Regions from separate parts of the Pan troglodytes genome. Here regions 2 and 3 are each linked to region 1. Evidence: chromatin contacts called from public HiChIP or PLAC-seq data. All regions are on one chromosome and are shown on one strand. The core of a region is the stretch at or near the end of the contact, and the rest is flanking DNA. Distances in the headings are between cores, read along the strand shown. Region 1 holds the start of EIF4E (eukaryotic translation initiation factor 4E). Region 2 holds the start of STPG2 (sperm tail PG-rich repeat containing 2). Region 3 holds the start of RAP1GDS1 (Rap1 GTPase-GDP dissociation stimulator 1).

Evidence for each region. HiChIP or PLAC-seq counts read pairs in DNA pulled down with a chosen protein or histone mark.
Region 2: an H3K4me3 HiChIP or PLAC-seq map of stem cell-derived excitatory neurons shows a contact between it and region 1, with 5 times the contacts expected there. The contact joins the promoter of STPG2 here to the promoter of EIF4E in region 1. A contact is called at or near these places in 1 of 7 Hi-C or Micro-C datasets (stem cell-derived neural progenitor cells) and 1 of 1 datasets of contacts at active chromatin or transcription factors (stem cell-derived excitatory neurons).
Region 3: an H3K4me3 HiChIP or PLAC-seq map of stem cell-derived excitatory neurons shows a contact between it and region 1, with 4 times the contacts expected there. The contact joins the promoter of RAP1GDS1 here to the promoter of EIF4E in region 1. A contact is called at or near these places in 1 of 7 Hi-C or Micro-C datasets (stem cell-derived neural progenitor cells) and 1 of 1 datasets of contacts at active chromatin or transcription factors (stem cell-derived excitatory neurons).

Annotation. Positions count from the first base shown.
Region 1 is chr3:100,362,363-100,365,917 of NHGRI_mPanTro3-v2.0_pri, reverse strand. It overlaps EIF4E (eukaryotic translation initiation factor 4E), which reads left to right and starts at 1,870. Exons shown (of 7, transcript NM_001246470.1): 1 at 1,870-2,823. The coding sequence starts at 2,806. It overlaps LOC104006140 (a long non-coding RNA gene), which reads right to left and starts at 2,538. Exons shown (of 7, transcript XR_008547570.2): 1 at 2,458-2,538.
Region 2 is chr3:99,587,912-99,591,466 of NHGRI_mPanTro3-v2.0_pri, reverse strand. STPG2 (sperm tail PG-rich repeat containing 2) reads left to right here and starts at 1,907. Exons shown (of 14, transcript XM_054683204.2): 1 at 1,907-2,378. The coding sequence starts at 2,270.
Region 3 is chr3:99,705,034-99,708,588 of NHGRI_mPanTro3-v2.0_pri, reverse strand. RAP1GDS1 (Rap1 GTPase-GDP dissociation stimulator 1) reads right to left here and starts at 2,041. Exons shown (of 15, transcript XM_054683209.2): 1 at 1,777-2,041. The coding sequence starts at 1,780.

The sequences.
Region 1 (3,555 bases), core at 621-3,120:
TTAACAGAAAATTTAATAAAAATGGAAACTGTTGTTTAAAAAAAGTTTTAAGAACCTCACTGGCTTTCAGTCCTATAGGTATTTTCTTGCCAATCTCATTGATTTTTTGCTGTTATATAACAGCTTCATGAAAATAGGACATCTGGCCAGGAATGGTGGCTCATGCCTGCAATCTCAGCACTTTGGGAGGCCCAGGTAGGGGGACCGCTTGAGCCCAGGAGTTCGAGACCAGCCTGGGGAACATAGCTAGACGCTCCTGTCTCTGCAAAATATAAAAAAATTAGCTAGGCATGGTGGCCCATGCCTGTAGTCCTAGCTACTTGGGAAGCTAAGGTGGGAGGATCCCTTGAACCCAGAAGGTCAAGGCTGCAGTGAGCCATAATCATGCCACTGCACTCCAGCCTGGGTAACAGAGCAACACCCTGAAAAGACAAAAAGAAAGGAAGGAAGGAAGGAAGGAAGAGAGAGAGAGAGAGAAGGGGAGGGGAGGGGAGGGAGGGGAGGGGAGGACAGGGGAGAGGAGGGGAAGAGAGGGGAAGAGAAGGGAAGGGAAGGGAGGGGAAGGGTGGGGAAGGGAGAGGAAGGGTGGGGAAGGGTGGGGAAGGGGAAAATAGGACATCTATGCTGTCTTTTTCTCTTCAAAGAAGGTAACCTGACACCACTTCTAACCAGCAGAAAATAACAACGCGGTCAACAGAATTATTTTGGATAGTCTAAGTAACAGTAGATAGTCTCTGTAAGTAGAAATCCACTTATCCGTTTATTATCATTATGTTTTTTTTTTGGAAATGGAGTCTCGCTGTGTCGCCCAGACTGGAGTGCAGTGGCGGGATCTTGGCTCACTGCAACCTCCACCTCCCAGGTTCAAGTGATTCTCCTGCCTCAGCCTCCTGAGTAGCTGAGACTACAGGCAGGTGCCACTATGCCTGGCTAATTTTTGTATTTTTAGTAGAGACAGGGTTTCACCATGTTGGTCAGGCTGGTCTCGAACTCCTGACCTCAGGTGATCCGCCCACCTTGGCCTCCCAAAGGGCTGGGATTACAGGCGTGGGCCACTGCGCCTGGCTTGTTAATTCTATCTACTTTAAAACCTAGTAGAGCTAAGCCCACTAGACAAAAGCTTTCATTAATCACTTCTGATATTCAGGTAAACCAAAACATATGAACAGGCAATGGCTTTGAGTTCTCATACAGCCTCAATTATGTGTTAGTCAACTCAAGCATCCATTATGTACTCAATAATAGGTATGACACAGCTCTGGACCTCATTAACACTATAAGCAGACAGGCACAGGCAGCCTGCATACACTCCTTTTCCTGGTGTCAACATTATTTAAAAGCATGGGAAATAGTAATGAGACAGTGTCTTCTTCATTAGAACCTTAGGAGTCTACTAGATTTCTTCATCTCTATTTGTTGTTATTAGTAGCCAAACTGTGCAAAAAACATGGTCTTGAGAAATGATAGCACAGTATCTTAGAGGGAAAGGAAATGTAGGATGCCAGTGTGGGGACAAATTTCTGATTGCCAGTGATTGTTGTGAGCATAACAATAATTTCATGAACGTTAAAGCCTCTATTGAGGGCAGCTGCAGTTGTAAAGGAAAAAAAAAGGTCTTGAACATTTAAAACTACACTGGTGTACATCATAATCAAACAAAGTAAACAGAAAAAAATTTAAACTTTGCTAAAAAAAAAAAAAGCAGAAGCACTTGATCTTTAGGAAGGCACGCAGCTGCTTATTATGAATCATTTCTAGAGTCCGATGCATTTTCAAAGCCGGTTACAGTCATTACAAAGCACACCCTTGTGAGGTAAGTGTATCATCACCTTTGGTTCATAAATAAAAAAGCTGAGACGCCGAGCGATTAAGTCACTCGCCTAAGGAGAATGAGTCAACGTCAAGAGTCATAGTTGACCCGGCCTAAAGACTCCAGACCATCAGTCCAGGGCTTAGTCAGCGGGGCCCGGAGTGGCTTCCCTGGCTGGCATCTGGACTTAGGCTATTTCCGTGCACGTAAAAGCGGAATATTGGAACGGTTGCACAGAACTTCCAAATAATTTTTACCGCCACGCAAGATTTAGCCCTGAGGTCTTAATCTCAGGATTTGGGACAGTAAAAGCTGTCGTCCCTCCCCCTCGTCCAGCCGGTGGCAAGCGAGTACTGCGGGCGGTTCCGTCCGTCCCCTTTCGCAGAAATGGCAACGAATGACCACCAGCATTAGCTGAGCCAGGGGACGTGGGAGGGCTGATTGCCTAAACGACTCTGCATCGCCGCCTCTTTTTGAAACTAAGAGAAAATGGTGGGAGATCAAAAGAAAACTAAATAAACACACAGGCAACTTGTCCTGGGACCTCAACTAAGCAAATGAAGCCTTATTGTGTGTGCTGAGCCTGCAGTTCCCAACCTTCCGGGGAAGATGGGAGGACAGGGCGACAAAGGGCAGAGTAGGCTTGCCTGGCAGTAAGTGTGACCGCAGCTATCCAGGCGGAAGAGCAGAGGACTGAAACCACCCTCCAGCAAGCGAGTGTCCGCCGCGTTGAGAACCGCGCACCCTACCCATCGGCCACGTGACCAGTCCTTTTTAAAAAAAATTTCTTTACCTTAAAAAAAAAAAAGGTGGGGGAGAGACTCCACTTCCCAGAAGCCTCTCGTTACTCACGCAGCCGCAGTCTTGCGCAGGCGCCGCCAGGGCCAAACGGACATATCCGTCACGTGGCCAGAAGCTGGCCAATCCGGTTTGAATCTCATTTTTTTCCTCTTACCCCCCCTTCTGGAGCGGTTGTGCGATCAGATCGATCTAAGATGGCGACTGTCGAACCGGTGAGTATTGCCTTTGGCCCCCACCCCCACGGGTCCCCGCGCTCTGTCTTCCTTCTGACTGGGGGACTCCGCGGGACGGCGTTCCCGGCGCGCACTGTACCCCTTGCCGCCCCCTCCCCCTCATGTTGGACCTGACCTCCCGCGGACAAGTGGGGACGTCCCGGAGGCTGGCCGAGGCGGCGTGTAGCGCACACTTTCTGGTGGGGGCCCGAGAACTGGGGGAGCGGTGTGGGGGAGGGGCGGCGTGGCGCCTCCTGCGGAACCGCGAGGTGTCTACAGGGTGGAGGGTAGCTGGGGTTCTGGGCTGGGTATGCGGGGATGGTGTCTTCATGATAGGAAGGCGCGGGGCCGGCTCCCAGCGAGTACTGGGATCCGCAGGCAGGGTGGGCGGCGAGCCGGCCTGGAGTGAGATGGAGGAGGGAGCCCTGGAGCAGCCTTTCCCTCCCTGCAGAACCCCAGCTCCGGGGCTCGGGTGCGGAGCGCGCGCACGTCTTCCTTAGACCGGTGGACTGGGGAGCTGGTGGGCGAGTGTTGCCGGAGGGTGGGTTAGGCGGGAGTGGTGCCGCGGCACGCGCGGAGGAGCTTCGACCTCGCTTAGGGGAGTTGAGAGGGGCGAGCGCCTGTTAATCCAGCGCGCCGGAGAGTTGCCGGTGTTTGCGCCAGGGGAAGCGAGAAAGGTTTGGGGTGGGAAGGAACACTCGTGTGTCACGGTGAAGCTCTCCAAGTAGAATG
Region 2 (3,555 bases), core at 658-3,157, 770 kb after region 1:
GCCACAGTCATCAAGGAAATAGAAATTTTCATACTATTTGAATAGTTTGAAAAGGAAATTCAAACAATTTTCTTTTTTTTTTTTAATTATACTTTAAGTTCTAGGGTACATGTGCACAACGTGCAGGTTTGTTACATATGTATACATGTGCCATGTTGGTGTGCTGCACCCATTAACTCGTCATTTACTTTAGGTATATCTCCTAATGCTATCCCTCCCCCCTTCCCCCACCCCAGGACAGGCCCCAGTGTGTGATGTTCCCCCTCCTGTGTCCAAGTGTTCTCATAAACAATTTTCTTTTAAGACAGGGTCTTGCTTTGTCTTCCAGGCTGGAGTACGGTGGTACCATCATAGCTTGCTGTAATCTCAAATTCCTACTTGGCTAATTTTTAATTAAAAAAAAATTTTTGTGTGTGTGCAGGTGGAATCTCCCTATGTTGCCCCGGCTGGTCTTGAACTTCTGGCCTCAAGCAATCCTCCTGCCTGGGCCTCCCAAAGTGCTAGGATTAAGGATTACAGGTGTGAACCACTGCACCTGGCCTCATAGAAACTTTTAAAAGAAAGATTTTTTTTTGTTAAGAATGCAGAATTTTGAGAGACCAATTATTACCAAATTATGAAGAGTATATAGGTTGCACTTCAGTGTGTAATATTTAGGTAGGATCTGGCCATTGATCAGCTGGCCATCAATGGCCAGCCATTGGATTATACGTCTCTTTCCCCATTAGAGAGAGAACACCTGAGGGCAGGGACTTTCTTATGCCTTTGTATCCTCATAACTTAGCAGGGATGGAACCTACAGTATATGCCAATTCGTGTTTTTTAAGTGCATAAATAATTTAGCTAGCTATTGAACAGAAAAAAAGGTATTACAGATACATCCTTGAGAAGCATATAGCCTCGCAAGGAGAGGGTTCCGACATATATGGCACAATGAAGCCACAGTAAATGTTGCACAGGATTGAGTGGCAAATCGTGTATTACAGAGTATGAAAACTATAAAAACTTGTAGTAGGAACAAATTAACGTACTGTAGACCATTTGGAGGTGAGGTATGATCAAGGTAGGATTTGTCTAAGCCTCTGAGGATATTTAGAATCTGGACAGAATTCTTGCTAGAAAAAACAGCCTGCGAGAAGCAGAGGTGGATTCTGACGTAGATTCCTTAAGCCCCAAGGACAAGCTAGGTTTCTTTTGCCCAAGGTTCAGAACCATTGGTTTGGTGGGGTGGACTGGGCTTTTTCAGTGCCTTCGCTTTGCTTTATAAATATTGATGAATCAGTATTGTGGTTACCTGGCATCCGACAAAAGAGGCAGCTTTCAGTCACTTCCACGGCTTCAGTTGGTGAGCTTTTTGCCTCCTTGCCTGGTGTCCTCATTTCTTTTTTTTTTCTTTTTTACCCTTATCTTCTTTGTGATTTTTTTTTCTGGGTTCTCCATTTCTTGTCACTGCCCTGAGCCCTGGGTTTGTCTTAGCAGTTTGGACTATCTACAGGTTAAGATCAGAGGTGCCTTTTCTCTGTGAGTACGAGTGGGGCTGCAGTAGAAGCGGGGGAGAGCTTGCGGAACCCCAAGCTCTCTGCTTCATGCTACTGCATTTTTCTTTACTAGGTTCTGTTGAATCGGGAAGCAGATCAAGGTCAAGTTAGTCCTCACCCTTCCTAACGCGTTTTCTAAGGTTCTTCTGCACACTTAAAAAAGTTCGGGACCTAAGTAGTTACCGGGACCCCAAGAGCTACGAGGTTTAGGCCTGCCTTCTTCAAGGCGCGCCGGGTTCCGGGTAAAAAGAGCCGGGAAAGGGTGGCGGCTCGGTGCGCATGCTCCGAGGGCTCGGCCCAGGAAGGCACCCCCACTTCGCTCCCTAGAGACTGGGCCCGCCTCCTCCCCAGAGACTGGGCCCGCCTCCTCCCCAGGCTTCCGGGCGGAGAGAAGTGGGCGGAGTCAGGGCCGGAAGCACCGGGGCGAGCGTCTAATCCCTAATGCCCAATTTTGGTGGCGTGCACCTGGCAAACTGATGATTGTGTGGGACGTCTAATCTCTAGTCGCTCACCCCTCTACTTTACCACAGAGCTAGAAATCGATTTGAGGAAATCTGGTATCAATGAGCGGGCGGGGAGACAACCCCACCCCTAATTTCCCTGTTTACGGAAGTTCTGTCCCGGCCTCCTCAGACTGGTGTCGGCTTCCTTTTTCTCCACACCTCTAGCCGCCTTGTTTTTATCGTTTTCGGCACCTGCCCTTCCCCAGCGCCCCCACCACCCCGAGCACTATGTATGATCGGGCTCCCCGCCTGCTCAAATTGGCTGAAGGTGGCAGCACTGAGGCCCATGTGGGTCCTGGATCCTACCAGGTACCTTTCCTGAAGCAGCAGGCGACAGGTAAGATGTAGGAAGAGGCAGAGCTCCTGTGACAGGCATCCTATCTTCAGCCTGCTCCGCTTCTGCGTGCTTGTGAGTTAAACATAGAGCGGAATAGTACCATTTTGTAAACATAACAAAACATGAAGTAGGCAGGGAAAACACTATACTTTTATTTTACAGATGAGACTGATAGTATCACTTGTCCCATTTCAAAAGGCTGGTGAGCATATGGCTAGGACTTTTGATTCCACAATAGTTGTCTACATCCTACTTTTGATTGTGCAGTTTAGGTCTAGGATTTTGATTTCCTGGCTGTGTTGACATAATATATTAGTCTCCAAATCCTGTGCCTTTACCTCCCGCTGTCTCATTGCTTTGTAATCCTGCCTGCCTCACATCTTTCCTCCCATTAACCAGAGACATTTATTTACTAAGATGTAGCTTATATTTCTATTTTGCAGTATTATTTAAAGATAGTTCCGTTTTTTTTTCAGACAGATTTTTCTGACCGTCCTCATCTCTTTTAACACACTTCAGGGGAGCCCCTTTTCTCCACATTCTGTAAAGAAAAATTATATTTTTGACCAGTGGAGTGGGGATGGATAATTTAAATAATATTTGCTCTCCTCGTTTGTTTGCAGTTAGTGACTTAGTCAAAAATAAATACATCAATTTTGCTTTCTACTTTTTCTATTCTGATGATTTTCTGGAGCTTAATACCGTCCAAATGATAGTTTTTCTTAACCTACATTTTCCCCATACCTACACTATGTATTTTCAAGCAAATGCCAGGATCCATTATTCTGTTACATAACTGATCAGATAAGGAAAGGTTTAGGTTTCTTGGGGTGGAGTACAAATTTGACTTCTGTCAGTGTTTCACATGTTGAATTGTACTGCTTCACAGCATCTGGTGTCACTATTCTTGCAGCTTATTCTATCTTTATTTTAATGGAGTTGGGCATTATAAGCATTAATTCCCCTAACAATGGCTAACAATGACCCCCTATGACACTTTGCAATCCTTAATTTTGACATAACTGACCACTTTATTCTTGGAAACACTTCTTTCCAAAATGTAACATCATTTTCTCCTGTTTTTTTTTTCCCCAACTACTGTCTTGGAAGAGTGTCTGGAACATGATTGGGACCTAATAAACATTTGTTAAATGCCGAATCAGGGCATCATCTTCTC
Region 3 (3,555 bases), core at 792-3,291, 660 kb after region 1:
ACAGATTTAACATGTAAGCTAAAATGTTAAATGGATTGTTTAAGGCTCACCTGGAAACATGGGAAAATATATTTTGCAAGCCAAACTTGAACTTACAGTCCAATATCAGATAGGGTTATTGGACATACTGTATATTTCCTTTGAACATACACACATTTATCTGTGTATGTATGTTCAAAGGAATTTTATTTCAAAGTATATTTTATCTGTGTATGTTCAAAGGGAACACACATAAACGTGTGTATGTTCGACGGAAATATACAGCTTGTCCAATAATCTGATATAATACCTATTTAAAAATCTACTTTAAGAGAAAGGGAGACACGCATAAATGGGCCACCCAATTTTTACAGAAATTTGTTCAGCATAACGAGTACTCAAGTTAAAAAGAAAAAACAACTTAACTGAAAATAAAATTCAGAGCCCTAGACCTTTTTTGATTCATACCACCTCCTCCGTCAACCCTGGCCTCTTCCAGATATATGGCCAAAGGTCGGGATCAAAGCCTGAAGCATTTGCTGTTCCAGAAAACTCTATGGACACCATTCCCAGGTTTAGATACTTCTTGAAGATTCTGAGTTGCACCACCTAACTCTGAACGTGTTGAGCACTGTATTAACAGATGAAAGGACCACATTCATCTCAAGCTTTAAATAACTCGCACAGAAGGGGTGGGAAAAGTCCCAGCTGACAGATGCCAAGGGAGCAAATTTTAAAAAGAGGAAATTATGACAGACAGGAGTGGAAGCAAACTGGGGAACTTAGTACAAGTCGCTACTATTAAAAGAAACTTTGAGCTCTTAATTACATGACAGCATTCATCAGACATTTCTGTGATTACTGAATGTAACAGTTAAGCAATAGATGATGTAAAAAAATTAGGTCAAATGTATATATCGTTTTATAAAACATATTTGCTCTTAAATCTCTCATCCAAACCAATCTCTTCAGATTAACTATAAATACAAAGGAACTAAAATCAGATTATGCAGATTAGACAGGGGGAAGCTGGGAAAGAATAACTACCATGTAAGTTCGGTAACAACGTTACAGGGCGCAGTTTCCTGCTACAGAAGACGGACGAAGGAATCCAGAAAATAGGCTGGGCACAGGAATATTGCACACTGTAGTCACCCAGCACTAATTCAACAGCTAGCGGCTCTATCCTGCCTCACGTTCCTCGTGGCCTCTGACAAGTCATCCTTTCAACCTATGAGGCTGTCCGCTCTCCCCCTTGGAAAATAATTTCCGTGCAGGTTGTAAGATCTCCCTCACAAACTACTTGCTTCCACTTCCCCGCCCAGGATAAGGAGTCTCCACGACGGGGAAAGGTCGCACTGACAGAGAAGGAAGTTACACGAAGTGGTCGTGGTCGGACCCGAGCCTCGAGCTCAGTAGACGCGGGGGAAAAGGAAGCGGGCGGCCTCTGGAGAAACGGGGATGGAGCTGCAGATGAGAGCCCGCGAGGCAGGCTCCGTGGTGCCCGGGCACCGGCAGGAAGAATGGAGGAGGGGAGGCGAGGCTGCGAGGTGCCGGGGAGCCGGGCGGCGGTCCGGCCCGCGGCCGACCCCACCCCAGCCCGCGCTCGGGACCCTCCCAGCCCCGGCACCCGGCGTGCGTTCCGCGTGCGCCGACTCTCCCCGGAGGAACAGCCACTGTCTCACACCCGGGGACTGGAGAAATCCGGCAACTTTGCGCGAGAAATGCTTCCCACCCTGCAGCACGCCGAGAAAGAAAAAAATGTCAGGCGATGACGGCGGAGGAAGGATGACTTACCCATGTTGCTCCCCGAGGGTGAGGAACCGGCGGGGCGAGGCGAAGGTCTCCGGTGCGGGCGGCGCGGCTCTGTGTCCTCCCTCTACCTCCGTCTCTCCCGCAGCCAGGGAGGGACCCGCGGGGGGCGGCCGCCGGGGAGGAGCAGCTGGTGTTGCTGCAGGCGGCGCGGCCGCGGCGGGGACGAGCGGCGGGGGGCGGGGCGGGGCGGGGCGGGGCGGGGCTGGCGGGCGCAGCCTGCGGCGGGCGCGGCTCCGAGCGGGCGGGCGGCGGAGGCGCGGGAGCCGGCCTGAAGAGCTCCGGCCCCGACTCGCGGCCCACGAGCGCCCCGCCCTCCCCAACGAGCATGCCCAGTGCCTTTTCCACCCCTCCCTCTGTGGCGAGCGAGGCTAAGCGTGCGGGTGGGCGTGTGTTTGCAGACCGGCTGCAGCCGCGGCGGAGGATCTTCATGGCGGCCGTCTGAGAGGCGGAGGGCGGGCCCGGAGAAAGCAGGGAATGGTGATATTGAGCCCGATCTGCTAGCAGAGGACTCACCGCTGCCTTGCTTTCCCACCCTGACCCACCAACCCCTCACCCGGAACCCGGGCCTGCCTTCTTTACGGGACGACCGGGCCGCACAGGCCGGAATTAACCGGAGAAGAGGCTGGGCCGCCGCAGAGCCGGGAGGGGTGGTGGGAAGCCAAAGCTGACGCCCCGACACGAAGTTGGAAAGGACGTGTAGGCGACTAGGCCTGCGCCTCTTGGGGACACCTGCGGACGCCCGCTGGCAGCTGGCTGAGGAGGGGCCGCCGGGAGGGCGCTCGATAGCAGGCGTGTCATTGGGACACTTAAGTCTGCTCTAGCTGTGGCCAGCTTAGAAACAAAGGTCCCGGCAGCGAGGAGAGCGCCCGCCCCAGGATTTCCTCGAAGAGTGTGTCGTTCTCCCTCCCGGAGGAGCGCGGCCTTCCGTTCCCCGGAGGGCGCTGGAAAGGCCCTTTAACCGGGGTGCCGTCGGGCTCCATCCTGCTCTCTGTGAAAGCGGGAGGAACTACGTTCCCCAGGCTTGAAAATAAGCGTCCTGCTGGGTTGGCTGCGGCACTGCCAAAGCTAACCTGGCGGAGGTCCTGTGATCCCGGGGCCGCCGCCCGCTCCCACCACCACCACCTCGGCCTCGGGGAGGACCTGAGCAGGGCTCTCCCACTGAGGGCGTCCTCCCGGCTGGGCATGCACGTGAGGCCGGGGCTGGCTTCGGTCCTCTGCCCTGGGGTAGGAGGCTGGAGGAAACCGATTTCTCTGCACCCTAATCTTGCCCTGGCTCCTCCTGAGTGGGGTGAGGAATCTGGTCGCTCTCCAAGGCTACAGCGACCGCAGTCCTTCAGGGGAGACGGTGCAGTCAGCAGTACAACCTGTTGGAGAAAGATAGCTGAATCGAGGTGTCTTTCCCCTGTCAACTTTCACTCGGTCAATCCAATGTTGAGAAAGGGCTTTTTTTGTTTGTTTTTTAATTAGTCGCCTGTTCTCACAGTCATCAGTTTCTGCTTGGTGACTAGTATTTCGAGCACACAAATCAGAAGCGACCCTGTAATTTGTTAAGCAAAGAGCAGATTTTATGTGATTTTTCTACAGCAAGAAACGATAATTAAAAAGGTTTGGTAAAACAGGAAAATACAATTTAACTGCTGAAGTCAAATATATGGGACTTTTCTGATGCACGAGACTATCAGGCACCTCACTCTTAGGATGTTCTTCTTGTTTGCCTCTTAAAATAATCGCACTACATTAGTTCCCTAGGGCTGCCGTAAC